Linked DNA regions of Mus musculus: region 2 is linked to region 1. Evidence: chromatin contacts called from public HiChIP or PLAC-seq data. All regions are on one chromosome and are shown on one strand. The core of a region is the stretch at or near the end of the contact, and the rest is flanking DNA. Distances in the headings are between cores, read along the strand shown.

Region 1 (4,979 bases), core at 893-3,392:
CCTGCAGATCGCTGGAAAGATAAGAGTCTGCATCAATACCTAGCTAAAAAGGCACTGGAGATTTGAACTTAAGTCTTCATGCTTGAGGAACAAACACTTAACCTACTACCAACACAAAGTTTAAACCTGGGACAAATGGCTGAGGTGCCTACTTAAGATATCAAAGGGCACACTGGCCACCAGGTTCTCCCTGCACCCCTAAGTCCTAACCCCTGGATGGCACCACCACCCGACCTGAACCCTCCAGCCAGGGGCTGTGCTGCCCTTGCTCCAGATGCCCTTCCCTTTAGAATCCAACCATTTGGTTACCTGCCCTCTTGGACTTCTCTCTTTGAGCCTCCTAGTTACTGAACCTGGCTCCCCTCCCCTCCTGTCCCTATCTTCCCCTCCCCTCCCCTCCCCTCCTCACATGGCTAAGGGGCATGACCAACTGGACTCTCCCAACTGATTTCTGTAAGGTGTCCCTGCCTCTGGCTATGCTCTCCCTTGTATCTACAATAAACTTTCTCCGCCACCACACCCAGAAGTCATGTCCTTTCCTTTCTATTTTTTTCCATTCAAAACTTTTGATTGTGACCTAGTAACATAAATTTCCAGGTTCTGGGCTCCAGAGCCATAAGAAGATGAGGGGGCAAGGTACTGCTTCTATTTTTATTACATTTACGAAAGAGAGAGGCTGTGCGTGTGTGCGTGTGTGTGTGTGTGTGTGTGTGTGTGTGTGTGTGTGTGTGTGTGTGTTTGCAAAAATCCATTCTTTCCACCATGTGGGATCCAGGAGATCTGAACTTAGGTCACTGGGTTTGGTGGCAAGCACCCTTACCCATTGAGCCCTGTCATTGGCCCCAGAATTCTGATGTTTTAACTACTGAGCCTGTGGTCAGCTTTGTTGTAGCGATTACTGGAAATGCACATGCTCAAAGGCCAGCAAGCACTGAAGCTTGCCTAAACTGCCCTTGGGCTGGGCTGCTTTCCAGTTACCTCACCCTGAAGCTGTGACAAAAGAGGACCAGCTAGCCAGGGGCAAGAATGTACCTTGCTCCATTTACAGGGGCGAGGCCTGTGCAGAAGTGTCTCAGAAAACAGCCTCTGGGGGCTGCTGAGCACCTAAAGGCACTTACCTAAAGAACTAAGTTCGATCCCTGGGACCCACATGATAAAAGGAGTCAACTGATTACTGGAAGCTGCCCTCTGACCTCCACACAAGGACAGTGGCATATGTGGGACATGTGTGGGCCCCACCAATAAATGAATAAGCACATAAATAAGTAAATAAATAAATGGAGTAAAAATTGTAAAACAAACACACCCTCTCAACTGATCTACATATTTGCCTGTAGTCTCTTCCTCTCTCATCATTCTTTTTTTTTTTTTTTTAAAGATTTATTTATTATTATAATTAAGTACACTGTAGCTGTCTTCAGGCACACCAGAAGAGAGTGTCAGATCTCATTACGGATGGTTGTGAGCCACCATGTGGTTGCTGGGATTTGAACTCAGGACCTTCGGAAGAGCAGTCAGTGCTCTTAACCGCTGAGCCATCTCTCCAGCCCCCTCTCTCTCATCATTCTTACAGTAATTTAATTATAATTTCTCATCGGCCAACCTCAAATAAAAAACAGATCCCCTTTTTTTTTTTTTAATCAAGACCTTTAATGCTTTGGCCTCCCCTCCCACCTTTGTAGTCTACCTTCTCCCAGTCTCTCACCCCTCCCACTTTACCATACTTCTCATCTTTGGCAATTTAAGTGAGACCCTTACCTCAAAGTAAAAACCAAAAAAACCTAAACAAACAAACAAAATATAAAGAGGGCTGGGGGCATGACTCAGCAGTAGAGCCCTGCCTAGAATCCTCCAGTAAGGGGCTGGGGGCGTGGCTCAGCGGTAGAGCCCCTGCCTAGAATCCCCCAGGGAGGGCCTGGGGGCGTGGCTCAGTGGTGGAGCACCTGCCTAGAATCCTCCAGTGAGGGGCTGGGGGCGTGGCTCAGTGACAGTGCTTTCCTAGCAGGTGTGAAAGCCTCAGTACCACACATAAAAGAAAGTTTTATGGAAAAGGGAGAAAGCTGCCATTCTTTGACAAGTATATAGACCAGTGGATGTGTCCTGGTGGAGGCTGACACCTACTGGTGACCAGATTTGTGCAGCCTGGCCCTACACATTCCACACCACAGGCCTTGGGGGCCAGGCCAGGGTAGGGCGTTGATACAGAGCATTGCGTTGTAAAGGTGATCAATTTCAGTAATTCCCAGTGATAAGCTTAGTAATCAAACAATGCTTGTCAAAGGGCTTGTAGCCTTAGTTGTTACGCTATTGTTTTTAAAAATAAAGTCTCTCTCTACAGGGCTGCAGTGTTTACAAAATACCTTTTGGTCTATTGTCTCGTTCAATCCTACGCGCATCCGGGAGGCTGGGGCAGAAGGCATTGTTATGACTACGGAGATACATGCTGATATAAGGAGCAGTGACCATGGAACCTGGGGATAAGCAGGGATAGGCCAGAGGTCCCTGGATTTGTTTTGTTTTGTTTTTTGTATTTTTTTCAACTGTTTATTTGTGGTTGTGAGCCTCCTCCGTGTGGGTGTTGAGAATCAAACCCAGGTCCTCTGGAAGAGCAGGCAGTACTCTTAACCACAGAGCCACCATCTCTCTAGCTCCTGACCTGCCTCAAGGGTGCTGGGGACCCAGGTGTGCACTGCCACACCCACCTTAAGTTTCTTCAACTTTGTATACTATGCTTTAATATCTGCAGTGAAGAGATGGGACTAGGTTGTGGCTCAGTGGGTAGCATCCTTACCTAGCACGCATGAAGCTCTGAGCTCCATTCCAGTGTCACATCAACCCACCATGGCAGAACACAGCCCTCAGGAGGCAGAGGCAGGGGGATTAGACATTCAAGCTCATCTTTGGCTACCTTAGCGAGTTGAAGTCTAGCCTGGACTACAGGAGACACATTTCAAAACATCCAACGTGGGTTGGAGAGATGGCCCATCAGATAAAGGCTCGTGCCTGGAGAGGCTTTGGCAAGCTGAGTTCGAACCCTGGAGCCCATGTGAAGGCAAAATGGAGAGAACAGACTCCACATCGTTGTCCTCTGACCTTCATGTGTGTGCCACGGCAGATATGTGCACACACAAGAATAATTAAATAAATAGAAACATTAGGAAAGATGGAAGAGAAGGTGATATGAAGGAAGGGGTAACAGAAGAGCAGAGAGACAGCTCAGCGGTTAAGGGCATTCACCGCTGCTGTGTCAGAGGGCCAGGGTTTGGAGTGTGTAGCATCTACAACAGATGGCTCACAAATACCACTAACTCCAGCTCCGGGGAATTTGCGCCTCCTTCTGGCCTCTGTGAACACCTGCGCACTCTGCACACACATGCACAGCACAGACACACACAAATAAAATCATACAATAAGTCTTTGTTGTTTGTTGAAACAAGATTTCTCTGTGTCGCCCTGGGCTGTCCCCCTTCAAACTCAGAGATAAGCCCGTCTCTCCTTCCTGGGTGCTGGAACTACAGGTGCCTGCCACCACACCCGGCTATAACATGTCTTTTTTTTTTTTCTTCCGAGACGGAGTTTCTCTGTGTAGCCCTGGCTGTCCTAGCTGTAGACCGGGCTAGTCTGGAACTCAGAAATCCACCTGCCTCTGCCTCCCAAGTGCTGGGATTAAAGGCGTGCACCACCACTGCTCAGCAACATAAAAGAGCTGAACCTGATGGCATACAGATCTCTGTAAGTTTGAGGCCAGCCTAGTCTACAAAGTGGGTTCTAAGACAGCCAGAGCTACACAGAGAAACCCTGTCTAAAAAAAATAGAAAGAAAAGCAAAAAAGAAGAAAAAGGAAAAGGAAAGGAAAGGAAAGAGGGGCTGGTGAGATGGCTCAGTGGGTAAGAGCACCCGACTGCTCTTCCAAAGGTCCAGAGTTCAAATCCCAGCAACCACATGGTGGCTCACAACCATCCGTAACGAGATCTGACTCCCTGGTGTGTCTGAAGACAGCTACAGTGTACTTACATATAATGAATAAATAAATCTTAAAAAAAAAGGAAAGGAAAGAAAGAGAGAGAGAAAGAATAAGAAAAAGAACCCTATGGATTGGCTAAGCATCTCTCCGGTGTGTCTATCAGGTGCCTCCAGAGACAGATCTGGAGGGCTTTGACCTAATCAGAGGATTAATTATTTAATGTATTCACAATATGCCATTATAGAAGGTGGTCAAAGGTAGGGTGGGGCCCAGCTGGAGGAAAATCACTGAGTATGACTTTTTTTTTTTTTTTGAAACAGCATTTCATGTCCCTTAGGCTATGTACCTGATCCCTTTACCTCCACCTCCTGCGTGCTGCTGGCATTACAGGCTCCTCCAACTGTGCCCAGTTTGTGTAGTGCCAAGGACGGAACTCAGCCTTGTGTATACCAGGCAAGTACTCCACTGACTTACATCCCCAACCCCTTTCTTTCTCTTTTACTTTTTGTTTCTTTCTTTTTTCATTCTTATTTGTTTGTTTGTTTTTTGAGATAGGGTTTCTCTGTGTAGCCCTAGCTGTCCTGGATCTAAGCTCTGTAGACTCATAGAGATCTACCAGTCTGAGTGCTGGGATTAAAGGCATTCCCCAAAAGCACCTGGCCCTGTGTTTTTTTCCTTTTTTATCGTCGGAGACCCCAGCCCATGAAATATCAGTGCCTACATTCAGGGTGGGTCTTCCCTCCCTAGTTAAATATCTCTGCAAACACCTCAGCACTTCTATTTATTATATGTTATTTATGTATTTATGTATTTATTTATTTAGAGACAGGGTCTCACTACGTAGCCCTGGCTGACCTGGAACTCAACATGTAGTCCAGGCTGGCTTCAAAGTCAGAGATAAGCTTGCCTCTGCCTCCCATGTGCTGGGGAATTAGAGGCGTGCACCACCACAGCTGGCAGGTTTTATTCATTTGTGTTGTTTTGTGTGTGTGTGTGTGTGTGTGTGTGTGTGTGT
Region 2 (4,979 bases), core at 1,044-3,543, 460 kb after region 1:
TATTTATCATTTGCCCATGGGGGAGGCATGAGATGTGATCCTGCGGTGGGCACTGGCTGAGCCTTCCAGTTCTTGAGCCAGGAAAAACTGGGGTAAGGGCTGCGTGGGGGCAGGCTTACATTGTACTTGTTCAGTTTAATTGTATTTAGTTTGTGTGTGTGCACATGCATGGAGACCAGAGGATGGGCTGTAGGACTCAGCTCTCTCTTCCACCGTGTGAGTTCCATAGACCCAGCTCAGACTGTCAGGGCTCCGGGCAGGAGCTGCTGGTCCTAAAACTTTATTATAGTGTGTGTATTGTAAAATTTGTGTGTGTGTTGTGATATGTGTACGCATAGTATGATGTGTGAGTATATTGTGATAAGTGTATATGTTGATATGCATGTGTATTGTGATGTGTGTGTCTGTGTGCATGTATTATGATATGTATATATTGTGGTGTGTATATGTGTGTTAGTGTGTGTGTCCATGGATGGGCAAAAGATTATGAAGTCAATTCTCTTTCCATCTTTAGATGGGTTCCCGGGATTTACCAGATTTGTACGGTAAGGATTTTACCCACTGAGCAACCTCACCCGCCCCTGCACTAATTTTTGTACTGTATTGTATTGTATTTTTTCTCTTGTATTGTATTGTATTATTTAGATACAGGGTTTTTCCTTGGCTGCTGCTTCCTCCTCTTCCTCCTCCTCCTCCTTTCATTTTATGTGCACTGGTGTTTTGCCTGCATGTACATCTGTGTGAGGGTGTCAGATCTTGGAGTTACAGACAGTTGTGAGTCGCCATGTGGGTGCTGGGAATTGAACCTGTGTCCTCTTAACCACTGAGTCTCTGCACTTTTTTTTGTTTTGTTTTTTGTTTTGTTTTTCAAGACAGGGTTTCTCTGTGTAGCCCTGGCTGTCCTGGAACTCACTCTGTAGACCAGGCTGGCCTCGAACTCAGAAATCTGCCTGCCTCTGCCTCCCGAGTGCTGGGATTATGCACTTTCTTTAAAACAGGGTTTCCTGTGTCCCAGGCTAGCTTTGAACTTACTCTGATCCTCCTGCCTCAGCCACACACATCTTGAGATTGTATGTATGTCCCAGCAGCTGCTTTTCCTGTCCTTTGTTTACTTGGTTTAGGTTTTGTAATAGGGTCTCTAAATGCAGCCCAGGCTAGCCTTAGACTGGTTCTGTCACTCAGGCTGGCCTTGATCTTGTGATCCTCTTGCCTCAGCCTCCTCAGTGCAAGCAAGATGGCTCGGTTGGTAAATGTACTGGCATGGCAATGTGAATTTGACCCTTGGAACCCATGTGGTAGGAAAACCAACTTCTTCAAGTGTCCTCTGGCCTCCACCTGTACTCTGTAACACGAGCACGGCCATACACACACACACACACACACACACACACACACACACACACACACACGAAACAAATGCAGGGTCGGGCGTGGTGGTGCACGCCTTTAATCCTAGCACTTGGAAGGCGGAGGCAGGCGGATTTCTGAGTTCAGGGCCAGTTCAAGGCCAGCCTGGCTACATGGTGGGTGAGACCCTGTCTCAAAACAAAGAAAGATCTGAAAATCAGAATAAGAACCTGGAGATAATCATGCTGGAGGGTTGGGGTAGCTTGGAGGGGACAAGTGGATCATCTGGGGTGGTGGAAGGGAAGAGCATCCTGAGATGACAGTTGAGTGGGACGGACTTCAGAGTGGACTGCAGGGAGGTTCCTGGGAGCCTATTTCTCTTGAAAGTAGAAGCTGGAGTCAGTTGCTGAGTCATGGCAGGAGGAGGGGAGGAGGCAGGCTAGAGAACAGGCTGCTGGTTTCCCGGAACTCCTGAAGTGGGTGGATGGGGGGTAAGGGCTTACAACGACTGACCATTCCACAGCCATCTGGGCCTGGAGGCCATGTTCTAAGGAGGCAGCCATCTGTCCCACCCTGAGATTTTTTTTTTTTTCTCTAACAGCCCTAAACTGCATAGACCAGGGTCTGAGAGAGTCAAAATCTGAACCGCAGAGTAGATAGGGTCGACATGGCCATGAGATGGAAGAAGGGAGCAGAGTAAGTGAGGACATTGGTTTAGTCTCTAGGCAGGGAAGGAGAGTCAACAGGTGGCTGTAACTCTTGGGGACACTGAAGTCCAAAGACAGAACAAGAGGAGATTCTCCAAGATGATAAGAGAACATTCAGGATAGTGGGGCGGACCTAGGCTGGAGTTGGGAGTGTGGCTCAGCAGTAGAACACCTACCCAGGATCCCTTAGTGAACTGGCTGGTCAAGTGTTAGCCAGCCTAAAATACATCTGGGAGGAGCTATGAGCATGGCTCAGTGGTTGAGCCTGTCATGAGCGAGGCCTAAGGTCCACGCCCAACAATGGGAAGAGAAAATAACACAGGAAAGAAACCAGCTTGGGTCCCAGAGGGATGAGGTTGGCAGCTAAGTTTTCTGAGCAAAGGGACAGAAAACAAGTCCAAGGTTCCAACTCCAAGTGAACCTCAAGCAAGAGACTTTCTCTGAGCACTTTAGAAGAAGCCACATGGCAGTGAAGTGGCCTTGAGACCCACATTGTCAGTCCTCCTGGCTCTACTTCCTTTTTTTTTTTTTTTTAAAGATTTATTTATTATTATACATAAGTACACTGTAGCTGTCTTCAGACATACCAGAAGAGGGCATCAGATCTCATTATGGGTGGTTGTGAGCCACCATGTGGTTGCTGGGATTTGAACTCAGGACCTTCGGTAGAGCAGTCTGTGCTCTTACCCACTGAGCCATCTCGCCAGCCCCCTGTTCTACTTCCAATGGAGCCAAGCATCCACCCATTCTGCTGTGGGGATTCACATTCTCAGGGCAGCACTGACCACCTGTATCAAATGAAGATGGTCCAACAAGCTTTTGGAGATTAATCATAAAGAAGTAGGGGGCTTGATCAGCTTGGACCTTGATTGTAGTTGTGTGATTTTTTTTTTTTTTTGAGCAGATGTAAAGAAACATCTGTTTGACTTAAGCTTAGTGTCATATACCTATAATCCCTGCTGTGGGGAAGTATTTGTGTGTGTGTTTGGGGGGAGGGGTGTCAGGCAGGAGGATCAGGAGTTCAAGGTCAACCTTGGGCACATCATAAGTGTTTTTGGTTTTTTTTGTTTTGTTTTGTTTTTTTGTTTTTTTGTTTTTTTCTGAGACAGGGTTTCTCTGTATGGCCCTGCTGGCTGTCCTAGAACTCACTCTGTAGACCAGGCTGGCCTCAAACTCAGAAATCCACCTGCCTCTGCCTCCCAAGTGCTGGGATTAAAGGCATGCGCCACCACGGCCCAGCTGCACATCATGAGTTTAAGACTATCCTGTGATATATGAGACTTTGGAGAGAGGGAAAGGGAGGTAGGGAGTTAAGTTTGGGAAGGAAAAGGAGGAAGGACAGAAAGGAAGAAAGAGAAGAAAGGGAGGGAGAGAGGAGAGAGAGGGAGAGAGATTGATCTGACAGAAGAGCAGGCAGGAAGACAGATTGCTGGACACAGAGACAGGGAGAGGGAGAGAAGATGCTGAGCAAGCTGGTCAGATGCCAGTGTCATCCTGGAAGCTGCTGGGCTGGACCCAATCAGGGCAAGATGGATGGTTGCCTGGAGAACAATGCAGAAGTCACCAGACTAGGCAACTGGACTGTCTCTTCTCTCTGTATGATCTGCAAGAAAAGTCGGGCCAGGAGCAGGGCATGGTGGTACAAACCTGCCACGGAAGTACCAGGTAGTAGAAGTAGGAGGACTCAAGGTCATCTTCAGTTACATAGAAAGTCTAAGGACACATGAGAGTCCTCTAAAGGCCAAAGGCTAGGGGAGGCTGGAGAGATGGCTCAGTGGTTAAGAGCACTTACTGCTCTTTCAGAGGACTTGGGTTCAATTCCCAACACATATGTGGCAGCTCACAATGACCTCTTTTTGTTGTTGTTGGTGGTGGTGATTTTTTTTTTTTTTTTTTTTTTTTTGTGACAGGGTTTCTCTGTGTAGCCCTGGCTGTCCTGGAACTCACTCTGTAGACCAGTCTGGCCTTGAGCTCAGAAATCCACCTGCCTCTGCCTCCTAAGCATTGGGATTAAAGGCGTGAACCACCACTGCCCAGCCACAACGATTTCTTACCTTCAGATCTGATACCCTCATACAGACATACTTGCAGGCAAAATACCAAGGCACATAAATAAAAATAAATTAAGAAAAGTGAATTCTTAGCTGGGCAGTGGTGGCACAGGCCTTTAATCCCAGCACTTGGGAGGCAGAGGCAGGCAGATTTCTGAGTTTGAGGCCAGCCTGGTCTACAGAGTAAGTCCAGGACAGCCAGGGCTACACAAAGAAAACCTGTCTCAAAACAAACAAACAAACAAACAAACAAAAAAGTGAATTCTTTAAAAATGTGGGGGATGGGCAGAGCTAAAGAGATGGTTCTAACTTTAAGAGTGATTACTGCTCTTGTAGAGGACCTGGTTTTGAGTCCCAGCACCTGTCGTAGGTAGTTCACAAGCATCTGTAACTCCAGTTCCATTTCCAGAGGATACAACACGTCTTCTGACCCCCAAGGGCTCCTGCATGCACACAGTACACATATATATACTTAGGCACACACATATAAATAAAATTACATAATATATATATTTGGTTGGTTGGTTTTTTGAGACAGGTTTTCTCTGTGTAGCCCTGGCTGTCCTGAAACTCACTCTGTAGACCAGGCTGGCCTCGAACTCAGAAATCTACCTGCCTCTGCCTCCCAAGTTCTGGGATTAAAGGCATGCACCACCACGCCCAGAAAAAAGAAAAAAAAAAAAATATATATATATTAAAGCTACCAAAAAAAAAAAAAAGACAAAGACGGTGAAGAGTTTTGGCTTTGTTTTTTGGGTTTTTTTCAAGACAGGGTCTCAAGGTGTAGCTAGTCCTCAGGAGATGGCAGAAGGGGGATCAGGAAATTGTGGTCATCTTGCATTACAATGCAAAATTATGAACAAAATTAAGGGGG

The links. HiChIP or PLAC-seq counts read pairs in DNA pulled down with a chosen protein or histone mark.
Region 2: a contact with region 1 is called in an H3K27ac HiChIP or PLAC-seq map of embryonic stem cells, with 5 read pairs. The contact joins two enhancer-like sites.

Annotation. Positions count from the first base shown.
Region 1 is chr5:135,492,334-135,497,312 of GRCm38.p6, forward strand. The region is part of intron 1 of Hip1 (huntingtin interacting protein 1); the gene reads right to left. Among named protein-coding and RNA genes, the nearest start is that of Gm52790, 41 kb to the right of the region's middle. Within about 2 kb of position 2,143, at least 28 of the 459 cell types and tissues checked have an H3K27ac peak or open chromatin away from gene starts, as enhancers often do. A contact at or near this core is called in embryonic stem cells, where this site is marked.
Region 2 is chr5:135,949,453-135,954,431 of GRCm38.p6, forward strand. No RefSeq gene overlaps it. Among named protein-coding and RNA genes, the nearest start is that of Ywhag, 17 kb to the left of the region's middle. Within about 2 kb of position 2,294, at least 99 of the 459 cell types and tissues checked have an H3K27ac peak or open chromatin away from gene starts, as enhancers often do. A contact at or near this core is called in embryonic stem cells, where this site is marked.